2 separate regions of the Anser cygnoides genome follow, and region 1 is linked to region 2. A link is a contact called in public Hi-C data. All regions are on one chromosome and are shown on one strand. Each heading gives the region's core, a stretch centred on a gene start, on an enhancer-like site or on the middle of the called end of the contact. The rest is flanking DNA. Distances are from core to core; before and after follow the strand shown. Region 1 overlaps RAPGEF2 (Rap guanine nucleotide exchange factor 2). Region 2 overlaps SPMIP2 (sperm microtubule inner protein 2).

Region 1 (7,212 bases), core at 4,153-6,652, 95 kb after region 2:
AAACAGTTTGAGGCCCTCCTTATCATTATTAAAAAAGCAACAACAAACAAACAAAAAAACCTACCCATCGCTAGGAACTGGTGTAACTACAACAAAAAATGTGAATGTTTTTGTGATGAATGTGAAAACGGATAGAACAGCTTCCCACTGTTGGCTATAAATATTGAAAAGGCGCAGAAAGGCAATTATATATATTTGAAATGGTGAATAACTTTAAGTGCCTTTCATAATTATGGACTGTGCAGCGAGTAGGAGAGAGCTTTTGTGGTGAAACCATTTTGTTTGCATTTGGACATGCGACCAAAGACTGAATTTTTGACTACAGAACTTAGCTTTTGTGTTAAGCATTTAATTGTCTGACTTCTATGAGTCTGGAAAGCAGGACAGAAATGCACAGCACTACCCTGTAATTTCCTATGCTCATTAGTTTGTGCACTGACTTCTATGAGATGGCAGGCTTTAATTTCCCGTCTACCCTTTCCATGTTTAACCCCATCGTATAGGATGGTTATAATCATGACTGTCTTAATTTCTTTACTTTATTCGGCTAAAAGCTTCATGACCAGCAGGATATGTTGAATCGATTGTATTAATTTTGAGCTGGTGTTAAAAGTCTGTTCCTGTGGGGTGGGTCATTGAACCTTCTAGTTCAGTCATATATTTGAGACGGTTCTGCTGGCAAGATTGAAAACCAGGAACTGTTTATATCATATGTGAATCTGTGAGGCATTACATGGAAGTAGAGGTTTTTAACCCAGTTTCCATTAGAAAAAAAATGTATAGTGCAAAAATAAAGATAAATGAGATTTTATTTCCAGGGGAGCTTGTTTAAATAAAATATATTTGAAAGACAGGAGGGCTGACTGAAGTGTCCCATTTGAAACATCTTGTTTCTCCACATCTATTTTAACACGATCCTATTGTGTTTCTCCAGCCTCTGAATTTTAGAGGCAGTAATGCAGCTAAAGATTTTTGAGAAGCACGTTTTTGTTCTGTACTGGAAGAATTCCCAGTTAAGACAGACCAGGAAAATGAGAATTTTCCTTTTTCTTTAGGAGGTTTTGGAGTTGTTCCTGATGAGCTTCACGTGTGGGTGCTTCAATTCCAGATTGAATTTGCCTGTTCCTTCTGTTTCCAATTGGGTTTGAAAATTCTTTTCCTAACCCAGAACAAATGTGCCTGCCTTTAGTGGAACTAATAATAACAATTTTTTTGTGTGTCAACAAGTCTAAACAAGATCAATACAGTTTCTAGAGTTCTTTCCCACTGCGTGGATGAAGTAGAGGAAGTGAAGGTTTGTGCTGGGTTGCTGCCCTTCTGGTAGAGGCTGATTCCCAAGCTTAGTCATGCCTGATTACTGTGGAGTAATGTTTTGTCATAGGTTTCCTGAAATACAGTACGTGCTAGTTGAGACAAATTCCTGCAGGTTGAGGATGGTAAATTTTTTCAGAGCTCTGGCCACAAGTTTTAAAGTAACTAATTTAGCATTTGGTGGCTCTAACAGACCTTTAAATTAAAAAGTTGCCTTTCAATCTCAGTCGCCCATTTTGAGTATGGATAAGGAGGTATGTTTTTAGAAACTCCTCCATGCAAATTGTCTCCTCATTGTCTTTGGGAGCTGCAGGTTTGAGGAAAGCTGAGCTAGTGCCTGGAGCAGGCAGTTCAGGAAGAGGCAGAATAAATAGGCAGATGGGTGACAAACTAGGGACAGCAAAGCTGCTTTGCTAACCAGCGGGTGTCTTCCTACCCTCTGTATGTGGCTTTGCACTCCACCTGTCTCCAGTGCCACTTGTTCTTGCTTCCCACCCCTCCACTTTCTACGTTTTTCCTGTGTCAGGCAGAAGAAAAGGGAGAAATTACGATGGCGCTGTGGGATGATGGTGCTTGCTGGAGCAGCTCTGCTGAGCTGACTCCCTGTGCGTCTGTATCAGGAATTTTGAATTTCCTGATGAGCAGCTTGGCTGGGAGGTGGTGGTGCTGCTCCTTCAGAAGGGGAGAACTGTGTTAGGCTGGTTGGTGTTCTTGTCATCCTAGATGACACTTGGAAACTGAGTATATTAAGAATTAGAAATTTTATTCTATGTTCAGACACAAATTATTAGTTGATTGGTTACTTTTTTCCCCCCACAGTTCAAAACAGTATCTATGTAGCTGCCAGTTCAGTCACTTAATTCTGTATTGAATTGGTAAATTGCTTTCTATTACTTTGGCTCTATTTTTTAATGCCACAGATCTCTGTGTAGCATGCTGTGTAGCAGTAGGAATAACGTGCAGAAAAATGCTGCTGTGGCTTGCAGTGAAGTTGAAAAGAATAATTTATCTCAAATTTCAGTGTATTAGTTTGTATTCTGGCTGGCTTCCCATGTGTCAGCACCCCAGCCCTGAATATGAAGGTCCTGATGTGAGGGAAACAATGTCAAAACTCTGTCCTACATGACAAATCCTTCATTTTAATCTCCTCAGCAAATTACTGGTGGCATGGCTCACTGATAAGTCCATGCATACCTGGGCATGCTCCTGCACAGCAACTGTGAGAAAGTTTATTTTTTCTGCTGCCGGGAAGCTGAAGGTAGAGTACTTCATCTTCATTTGTGTACAGCAGGGATTTCGGTATCAGCAGGACTGGATTTTTGTGTCATGCTGTAAGTCTGTTCAGTCTGTACCTGGCTTTGCTCCTGACTTTGACAGCTTAATATTTGCAAGGTGTGAGCTCACTCTCAGAGTAAGGTTTTGCCTTACCTTTTGGTTTTGTCTTGCCTTTGGGTTTGTCTGGGATAGCTGAAGTTGCTGCCGCCCTGTCTGCCCTGGCTTTCCTTCAGAGGCTGTGGTCTCTGAAGGCAGGGCCGTGTATGTCCTCCGGAGCTGCTCTTTGTGAGAGCCTGGCACGTTCGTGCGGACTGGCTCATGTACACAAACCTGCTCAGGAGCAGATGTCTGCTGCGGACACGGACTTTTCTGTTTAAGCTGGATGAGTTGCTGCAGTAGTCTGGCCTGTTTCTTTTGGCAATGCTGGCACTGCTTTGGCCTTAGGGAGCAGTACAGGCAGGTGCTAAATTAATGATAGAGAAATAAATGCTCGGTATAGGTACCTGAATTGCTGAGGGCCAAATGATTTCAGGTGCTGGATGCAATAAAAAAAAAAGGGGAAAAGGACAGGATCCTACAGCTATAAGGAAAGAGACAAGACAAGACTTCAGCAATGTTGGTTTTGATTGTGGCTCACTATTCCTCACTAGGAAGAAAAACTGCGCTTGTTAGTATATGATTTGATGGGGTAAAAAAGCATTAAAATACTTGAAGGGGAAAGAAAGGTTCCATTTTAAGCTAAAATAACCATTCAGCGACATCAAAACTACACGTGCCCCTTCCCTGCTAGCAGTTTCGTAATGCACGTAAACCAGCAGAAGGCTTTAAGGTCCCGCCTTCATCTCCCTGAGCCGGACAACGTGGGCCTCGTGGTGATGTCTCGAGCGGTGCTGAGCACACTGGGGACAGCAGGCGGGGAGCGGCCATTTTCCCAGCAGTGCAACCAGGTGGCTTGGGTGCCATGCTGGGCCTGAGAGGTGTGAGCGGGCTGGGACCGCCTGCACCGTGGCCTCTGCTCGCAACCTGCGTCCTCCCTGGGGGTTTGCTCTCAGGTCCCTCAATCTGAGCTAAAGATGGGTTATTCTGACAAGAGCTGGCCTCTTAACCTGTAGTATATAGTCAGCAGGCAGGTAGTTTGGAGCCTGAGGTGAATATCAGGTGCTTTGAGAAGCTCCTCTTTTTCCCCTCCAAGGAAATAAATTAGGGAATTAGCTTGTATTTTTTTCTTACCCTTTGATTCAAAATGAAACGAGCTATTGTAAGAGTAGGATGAAAGCTTCTCTGCGCTTTCTTTCCATGACTGCACAGAAATGAGCGAATTTCTCACTATCAGAGGAATGAGTATCTCAGACCAGCATTTTGCTTTTCAACTGTGGCAAGGATGATAAACGGTTGAGTTAGGCTGGCAGTTTCACACTTACTACAAAGCGGGATGGAAAAAGTACAAAACTTCGAGGGAGGCTTAAATTTTTCAGTCAAAAGTAGTGAATTTCGAGGTGTATCTATCACTTCAGTAAAGTGAACGTTTCTTAAACTGCTGTGAATTTGGGGGCAATGTTCTGGGTTTGGCTTGTGTAACTGAAATTACCATGTTTGAAACAAATGCAACATCTGTACATAAACAAATGCAGATTTTTATTAGAAATTTGGAGATTCCATTAGAATATTTGGAGATTCCATTGACATATTTTTACAAACTGTTGCCAAGATCTTTATGTAGATCTCAGTTCTTGTAGCAAGATCAGCCAAGTCTTTACATTGTCATTGCAATCATCTTTTTTCAATTGATAAAGTCAGAAAGCAGAAAGCTGGTGGTTTCTCAGTACTTTTTGTATAAATCGCCCTTGCTGTCGCAGAGTGTTTAACCAGTTGTATCGGTTATGGTGAGCTTTGCTCCTTCTGACTTACAAGCTGTTATAAAGTATTCGATTCTTTTTTTAAATAAGAGAAACTATAAAGAATTACTTTCTCTGAACTTTTGATGGCTCAGTCTGCCACCTTGTGGTAATTTAAGTACATATATTGTAAAAACAAAAAATACATCAGACTGCTGCCATTCGTATGCTTTTATACATTCTGGGGATTAGCGTTAACATGCTGTGGTCCTGAAAACTACTTATCTCAAAAGATGTTTAAGTCCCAGTGTTGCTGAATTTAATTGCATCTTTTAAGGATTTTCTCAACTATTCTGCTTAAATATAAAGACAGATCGTGTCCATGAAAGAGAAAGTTCTTTTCCTGAGAATTTTGAATTTTTAGCTTTTTGGCAATTGTCTATAATACCAAAATTGAAAAATTTCGTAGCCTAAGTTTGTGTGTATGTGTGAATTTTTTTTTGGGGGTAGAGGAAAGGTGGCTTTTATTCTGCCACTGTTTCAAACATTCTGAATTTACTTAGGATTTTAAAAGATGTGGTGCAAATATTTCTGAAGGACTCCTGCATTCCATTAACTCACTTTTAATCAAGACGTTCAAACAACACTAAAACATCCATGTTTGATAAAAATGTTTGCTAACTAAACAAAGCATAGCTTTTCCAGAGATAAATTGAAAACAGAGGTGACTAACGGGGATACTGTATTAATCTTTGGATTATTTTTTTTCAAATTGCTTTCCTACTTTTTAATGCTGCTGAACGGGAGTGTGCAGCGCCTACTGGCAGTATATGAAAATATATTCAGTGCTTTTGGCTGGCTCTTTTTTTTTTTTTAATCTTGCACAGTTATGCAGAATTTAATGACAGGGTTGATACTTGAATTTGTTACTTAAATTTCAGTGCTAAGCTTTTGGTGCTAGAGGGAGCTGTTTGCTGTTAGACACCCTGTGGGAAGGTTCTGCCTGAAGAATGGGCTGCAGCTCTTATCAGGAGCTGTTGTCTGATCCAGTGCTGGTGCACATCACCTGCAATGCTGAAATGTCTGTTGGTTTCAACAGGAGAACAAAAGGTCTGCGGATCCCTTTTACCATGCACTTTTGCTTTTACAGCTGTGGGTCCATGTAATCAGGCATCTTCAGTGGTTCTTCTGTCAGGCAGTGAATCCTTCACTGCATGTAAAACCCACGCCACTACAGAGAAACCTCAGTGCCAGCGCTGAGGGCAAAGGGTTATTCTCCTTTTCAGCGCCTGTCTGTTGTTACACAGGCTTGCTGAAAACAACTTACAGCAGCACCTTCTGACCAGGCTTTTGCTAGTAGCAATGGGTTATGTGGAAGTCTGATCCCCAGTGATCCACTCCCAGCTCCCTGGGGCGGCTGGTGGCTTGGGCAGCTGAGGCACTGCAGTGCCACTAGGACAGACGGGCTTGTGGCTCCTGGGGGTCCCTGCAAGACAGCAGCAGACATGAGCTTTTATATGTTTTTATTAGTATAAAATGGGGGTGTGAGGGAAGGTGTAGAACAAACCTGCAAGTAGCTGTTTTTTTTTCCTCCTCAAAGTCGCATGTACAAGGTCCCTCCATCCCAGATCATGCATAATTGTCTTTGTCCTTCACGCATCCTCTGCTCCTCGCAGGAGGACCAAAGCCTCCAGAGGACAAGGGAACAGAAGGACCAGAACAGAAGTGAAGTCAAAGTTTTCACTTGTGCATTTCTTCTGCTTTTTCAAACTGAGTTTTTCCTTTTTTTTAGTGTGAGGAAAAAATCATTCTTTTAGGTATTGAATGAAAGACATTTATTTAGTTTCAACCACTGACTGTAACTCCTGGTGTCTTTGCTTATCTGTAGAGTGGTTTAAACAAGTACAGTAACACTTGTACAATAATATACTAAACTACATCATATTTTTATTTTTCTTAATTAACATTAACTTCTCCTGGGGGAATTCAGAGCTCAAGTCTCCTTCAGAGCATCTCACATGGCATTCTTTCACTGTGCCTGGACACTGAAGTATCTCTGTACTCGCATTCAGTTTTAAATAAAGTTTTCACAGTGACAAAATATTTCACAAATTATTAGTTTTGAGAAACTGCATTACTTGAAAACATATTCTTATAGTGAGTTACAAGGGTGTTAGTTTATTCTCAGCTTTCTGTCAGCCTCAGCTAGTTGTTGTGAGCTACTGGTTTGTTTTTCAAAGAACCAGTTTAAAAAATGGATGGTGAAACAGTATCAAATCCATGAGCCAAAGTTAAATCATCATAGATGTTGTGGGCTGAAATCAAGCTTTAAGTGTTGTAGTGATCTAACATCAGCAAACCCTTGAGATTGATGTTAATACTTCCACAGTTGCATCTTGGGAAGTTTTAGTCTTGGGTGATGTTTTCATCTCTTTATTAATTTTTTTTTTGTGTCTGGGTTTCAGAGTTCCACAGTAAATTTAAAACTAAATGTAAAATTTGTCATGTAATTAGTATTTAATTTATTTTTTTTTGGTTATTTCATGCCAATAATTGACTGTTCATGCCATCTTTTTTCTCACTTAAGCTTGTGGTTTAGCTTCCATTTGACAAAGGTACAATTTTTTAAACATTTACACTGGGTTATTTTGCAGACTATTTTTGCACTTTTTTCTTTTCCCTTGAACTTGAAAAGACTATTTTCTTGTGAGCTTGCTTTATGGAGTAAATGAAAGTTCTTGGGTACACTGGCATTGGGAAGCAGGGCAGTTGCACCATAGCTCACTGGAAT
Region 2 (6,431 bases), core at 3,235-5,734:
AAAGCTCATTGTGTATGATCACAATTGTGTCTGTAAGGGTAGAGATTTAGCTGAAAGTATTTACCATGCAGATACTGCCAAAGAAATAATTTGTTTTCCAAGCACCTGCTTCTTTACTGTTATGCATCTTTATTCTTTGCTTGGGATGCGTTAAAGACATGGAAAAAGTAACTCATGACAAGCTGCTGAGCAGCACTTAGAAGTAGCAGCAGTTGGCATCCACTCCAGAAAAGTGCTAGTTTTCAGGCAAATAAAAGCAGAAGTGAAAGATGAAGCTCGTCTCTGAGTTTCTCATTTGCAGCAGTGGGAAGGTGTTAGAGGCAAGCATGTGGAGTGTACAAGATGCTAACTTACTGCTTCACAGAAACAGTGTATGCGCTAGCTTTTACAGATTGATGGGCAGGTAGTTGTGATAAACGCTGTGTGGCAATGCAGAGTCTTAACATCTTTCTATTTCAATATAGGAAACTGATATAATGCAGGTTTTCTCTTAAAGCACAATGCAACCAGTGTAAATAGCTTTAAACTATGTGAAAGGGTAGGGGCAGGAGGAAATGCAAGAAGAATGAGCCAAAAAAAAAGTAAAATTATGAGTCATAAATTCCAGTTCTTTCCACCGGTGTCTGTTATGAGTTCCTAATTCAGTCTTGGTGCTGCTGATTTTAATCTGTACGGTGGGAATCAGAAGATCAAAAGCAGCCCTGACCAGGCAAGATGTGACTGTCACTCTCGGAGGGGATAAGTTGCCATGGCAGTCCCGGCAGTTGTTCCCGAGGGGCGGCCTGATCCTGGCCAGCTGCTGGGCAGCTGAGGACGGAGGGTCCCTGTGGGGGGAAGGTGCCTTTGGGATAACTAGACAAACATAAACTGCATCTCAAAACAAAGGATTTTGGATGATTTCTTCCTGCTGCTGGAGATTAAGTAGTGGCTCTTGTTGCAAAAACGATGTGCTGAAAGACACCACAAGTTGCTGAAGAGAGAGGCAAGCGTCAAACCCGGGCGTAGCCTGAGTTATTCCCAGATGCCAAGGGGAAGAAATGCAAGGTTCAACGGCAGGAGAAGGAACAGGCTGCATGCCTGCTACAGGAAGGAATACACATGGCTGTGGTCTTTGCATTCAGTGGACTAAGTTCCTGTGAGGCCAGGTCTGAGCTCACCATCTGGGCGCCTCGCAGCAGGTGAAGGTGACCACAGGTCTGTGTCCTTCAGCATGGTCCCCTTCACACAGGGATGGACTGGGAGTCCTGGGCTGTGGGTTTTGCATTAGTTAAGCAAATCGACTGCTGATCCCTTGTTTGCCAGCAGAAATCTTCCCTTGTGTAAAATCTTCCTTTGTGTACTTTCTTGAAGCGGGGTGTCAGACCAGAGCTGCTACCCCTGCCTTGAGCTTCCGCAGCCGGGTGCTGAGGATGAGGGGGAAGCATGGCTCCCCTTCCCACCATTGCCTACTGTTACTTCAGCTTAGCTGTGACAGAGAAGCTGGATCCTGGAGGAGGGGCGAAGTAACAGCTACATCTGGCTGTAATACAGAAACGTGTGTTTTGTAGCACCAGTGCCAATTCAATTTTTCTTTCCCCCAGCTGCAGTCAGTGTAAAAGCAGGTTTCAGCTGGCTTGCCTAGCTCCAGCAGGGCATCAGAGAGCTCAGCGCTGCAGCCCCTGCTGCCCTTCATGGTGCATTGTCTCGGGCCTGGTTCTTACTGCACTGAGGCCCTTACAGGCCTTTGCCCCCACTGCAGCCTGCCGTGAGGGTAGCTGCCACTACTGCTAATTGCAGTAATGTCCTAAGTGGTAACTTCTGGAGAAGTACAGTGCAAATCCGTGCAGTTTCCAGTCTGTGACAGCTTCCTGATCACTGAGGGGAGCCGGCGTCTCCCTTGGCTGTGAGGCCTGCGGAGGGCACCACGCAGCTCTGCTTGCTTCAGGAGGGGACTCGCCTTTCGTATGAGTTATGACCATGACTGTCAAGTGCTCTGAGCACAGGTGAAGGAAGCTGCTGATAAATGAGGTGTAGCAGCTGCTGAATTGCTGTCATGCTGGCTGGGGAAAGGCGAAGTCACCAGAGAATGAAGATGAAGTGCTAAGCATATTTTGCACTCAGAAGGCGGCTCTGTGGAGATGATGGGGAAGAAAGCACCATGTAAAAGGCTTTCTGACTTCTGCTGCAGCTGTTGTTTGTCAGGCCTGATATTCCTCCATGCAAGGAGCTGCCCCTGCTCAGCTTCTTCAGATAGGATCAAAGGGGTCAGCTGGAAAAATCCCTAAAGAGGTGGAACAACTCGAGGAAGAATGCAAAGGGCTTGAGCAGCGGCTACTAGGAAATCGAGGTCAAATAATGCCCTGGTGGCTGAGGCTACACTCAGAAGTCTGAAATCTTAGGACCTATCTATTGTGACTGGGTAAAAGATGGAGTCCACACCTCTTACTAGTTAATCTCTAGTGTGTGAGAAGTGGCTGTGTGCTGACATCTGCAGAAAACAAGAAAAGTTGGTTTCTTCTTCCGGTGCCTTTGGCTCATGTGAGCCTGGGGCTTTGCTCTAGGCCTCACGTCTGAAAATAGCAGCACTCTGCAGTAGCAGGAACCATTCAAACTGTGCTGTGGTCAAGGGATGGGAGCCCAATTGGAACTCAGCCATCTCGTTAATTTAGCCAAAACTTTAATAAGAATACAAGCTTTTGGTTTTTAGATTTCAGTGTACTCTGAACTTGTCCTCAGTTATTTTGCTTGTCCCTCCCTCCCTCCGGTTCAGGGCTCGTGACCACTAGTGCTATTTGTACCTTTTGCAATATGTTATTTCAGTTATACATTAAGTATAGTGGATGTGCAGTTTCTGTAGTTTACTTAACTTGAGCAAAGGAAGCTAGATGATAACTGGCAGCTATTGAAAACTTCCCTTAAAACCAGCAACAGAAACAAAGCTGCCTTCTCTCTTTTGCTATTGCTGGTACCCAATGCTTCCCGGTGCGGTGAAAATTCAATTTAAAATTTTCTGTAAATGTGACCGCTGCGCATCTGAACTTTGAAACTTTAACACTTTGAATTAAAAGCATTTTGATAGTGTAACTCTGATACCCTGCTGTCTTCACAAATCACTCAGACCTAAAGACCCTGGCTGGTCTGCTTTGTGGAGCATCTGACTCCAGCCTAACCACCACGGACTAGATGGACATGCTGTGTTGCAGCTGCTATCTGCCAGAATCTGCTAGAAATCGTATAGCTTCCTACACTTTTAAATGGAAAGCTATTACCACAATTGACTAAAACTTGCTTCTAAAAATACAGTTTTGTAAAATCAGGTATATCGTCATTGGAAATGATGAATGAGGTATGATTGTTTAGTTGCTGGCTAAGTATCTTAACACCTGCACAAGCAAGCATCTTCTCTGCTGTGCTCTTACAGATGCAGTAGCCATATGCAAATAGTTAAAACGCCTGCAGAAATAAGTTTTTTTTCACTACATCTTTAGAGCGCTCCTATTTAACATCAGTTCTCTCTGCATTTCTCACTCTAGAGGTCATGAGTGAGACATGGTATCTGAAATGAAAAGAAGGAACTTTTCTATCTCAGCTCGTTTGAGGATCAGCTAGACAACCACAGCCTCTGTTAACAGTTTTCTCCTGCTTGTTGTGGACTACTGGCAGTGTTGGCCCATCATAAGGGTGCTCATGTTCGTTTTTCCCTGTCAGAGCCCCCAGATGAAGCCCCTCTCTTGATTTAGCAACACTGCTCCCTTAGCACAAAGAAGCAAGGGCAATCCAACCGCACACGAGCGAGTGGTGGCTTCCAGAGGCACGTGAGCGAAGTGGTGATTTAGCCTTTCAACTTGACAGATCTGGGCTCTTTCACCATCTCTGTTTGCCCAGGCATTGTGAAACCTCGTAGCACACTGCAAAATTCCTCAACTGTAATGCCTCTTTCCCAAAGGTGCAATAAGGTGAAAAGTTGGCCTCTCAGCCTGTTGTTTGGCATGCCTGCTGTGAGGTTGTAGGGCAAAGTACATGGCTGATTCATTTCTCTGCCACGAGCCTGCCTGCGCTGAGGTATAATGCGGCATTGCTCCCAGGGGCTCCCAGCTGTGCTGAAGCTAAATATGCGTTTCTTGACCAGACTGATTTCTGCAATTTCTGCATGTTTTGCAAAACAGTTGACGGTACCGCTGAGCAAAATTTACAGCCAGAAGCCTCAGCCCCTTCAGAAAACCAAAGAGGGGTTGCAGTGCGTTGTGTGTATTTCAATAGTTACTAGGGGTCCTGACACGCACGTTGAACTGATGCTAATGTTAATGGTGTCTTTAATCACCCTTTGCAGCTGAAAAATGCTATCACGCCAATGAAACGAAAAGCTTAACCTGCAGAAAAGAAGGGTCTGCAGCCAGCAGTTTGCCTACTTAACAAACTCCTCCGGCTCCCAGCCTGTATCTGTGCTGTCTTAGTATGTGAAAAATGTTCTCCGTGCCACAGTGATGTCATGAGCCCGGAGCCGATTGCTGCTGATGGGTTCCAGCTGGGCTGCTGATTGCTGGGAGGCACTGCAAGCTAAGCACATCCTGCCCTCGTGGAAAAAGCATCCAAAACCTACCTCATTCCCAATGTCCCCTGACCAAAAGCCCTGGTTAGGAAAGCATTGACCTCTGTTATATCTCAAATGCAGCAGCTTGCTGCTCATTTTTGAGCTCTCCCTACCTGCCCTCTTGCTGATTGCTGTGTTGGCTCCATGCAGGTGTCCGCTATCTCAGCTGAAATCTGTATTAATGGAGAAGTTCTCATATTAAGCTGGCCAAGAGATAGGGGCCGTCTTTGGAAAGAAATCCTATTTTGACAAGAGGAGACACTCTAAAGAGATGCTTAATCACTGAACATCAATTGATAATTAAGGTAAAGCTTTATATTGTTCATGTTAGTAACAAAATGGCACACTGCATGGACACACACTGGTCAAGTTACTCTATTCTCTTCCTAACCAGAATCCTTTCTCTGCTGTCACTACCCTATCCGTAATATTTTTTCCTCCAGTTCATCTTGGCATATCTAAAATTAGATGAACAGCTTTCCCAGGCAAGCACCTGTCCATGCGTATCAAGTTTCTGGTGTACTGTTTGAAGGCCACAAATAGATTAGTTAGCTCTTTTCCTTACTGTACCATCTCAAAAGGGAAACTGCTGAGACAAGGTCTTTCAGGAATGTAAATGGCTGTCTATCCTACAAATGAAGAAACAAAGATAAATGTCAGCCACGTGTGACTCCTTGGGAGACGACTCGTTTCCAGCTGGATTGCTTTGGTTCAGACATTCCAAGCCAACGCTGCTTTCACTGTTGAATTAGGAAATCAGGGATTTAACTGATGAATCTGGTGCATGTATTTTCAACAAATTGCATGTGTTTTAGAGCTTCATCTACAGTACAGGGTTTGGAGATGACTTGCGTGCTTCTCTCCTATCTGAAGTCTGGATTCAGTGCAGTAGAAGACCGCAGGTGAAACCTATTTTTTCCAGGCTGGGTGATGTGAAGTGGGCTCTGTGCAAGCTGGGCACACACAGGAGCAGAACGCAGTACATGTATTTGCACGCGCGGCTTCTCAAGAGTTCTGGCTCTTCTTTTGTGGTGAATGCTCTTTGCTAATCCTTCTCACTTAGGACAGAATAATTCCTGATGTTTGTGGTTATTCTTCTTTTGAGGCAGGTTATACACAAACTGCAGTGGCACATCCAGGCTACAGTTTCAGAAACACTGCTTGAATTTAGTGTTGATGAAAGTCTGATGTTCCAGCTTTGAGTCAACGCGTCATGTGTCAGGCTTTCAGCAGCATTAACTTGCCAACACCTATAATAAAATCCTTATCCATCTGGCTATCCTTAACCACAAAACCAACAGAAAATCTCAGTTACTATCCAGCCCCAAACCTGTTTTCTTACTGAACCAATCTGGATGTGTCATAAGCCATTTAAAAGCTCGTATCAGTAATAATCAGTGGTTTTGTTTGAATATTTTGCAATTTAGAATGCTAATTCTCTCTTGAAACTTTCCTTGAGTAAGAAAGCATTGATTATGATTTTTTTTTTAATATATATATCAATTGCATGGATTGGTCCTTAATTGATGTTTAAGATACAGTTATGCAAATAAACCTGTATGTATCAGGATAAGAAACTCATGTCCACATACCATTTATTCTGTAAGGCAATCAGCATTTCTAGGTTGTCAACTCTTTGGTTGATTATTTGCATTCCTACCATGCCTCAGCTAAGAGACAAATCTGATAATCCTTTATGCTGCTACAGTAATTATTTTTTATTACATTGGCAAAGAGAAATTAAAATAGCATTAAGGTTGCAGGGGGCAGCATTCACTGGTAGGAAGAGAGGTGAATGAGAAAACGTGGTTTTACCCCATTGGGTTTTAAAGCTGTTTGCTAGCAGCAGAGGTAGGTTGAG

Evidence for each region. Hi-C and Micro-C count contacts between places; a contact is called where the count stands out from the background.
Region 1: a contact with region 2 is called in a Hi-C map of liver, with 4 times the contacts expected there. The contact joins two enhancer-like sites. A contact is called at or near these places in 4 of 7 Hi-C or Micro-C datasets (granulosa cells and liver).

The regions. Positions count from the first base shown.
Region 1 is chr4:50,073,744-50,080,955 of Taihu_goose_T2T_genome, forward strand. All of the region lies in intron 1 of RAPGEF2 (Rap guanine nucleotide exchange factor 2), which reads left to right. Among named protein-coding and RNA genes, the nearest start is that of RAPGEF2, 51 kb to the left of the region's middle. Within about 2 kb of position 5,403, at least 1 of the 3 cell types and tissues checked has open chromatin away from gene starts, as enhancers often do.
Region 2 is chr4:49,979,772-49,986,202 of Taihu_goose_T2T_genome, forward strand. All of the region lies in intron 3 of SPMIP2 (sperm microtubule inner protein 2), which reads right to left. Among named protein-coding and RNA genes, the nearest start is that of SPMIP2, 29 kb to the right of the region's middle. Within about 2 kb of position 4,485, at least 2 of the 3 cell types and tissues checked have open chromatin away from gene starts, as enhancers often do.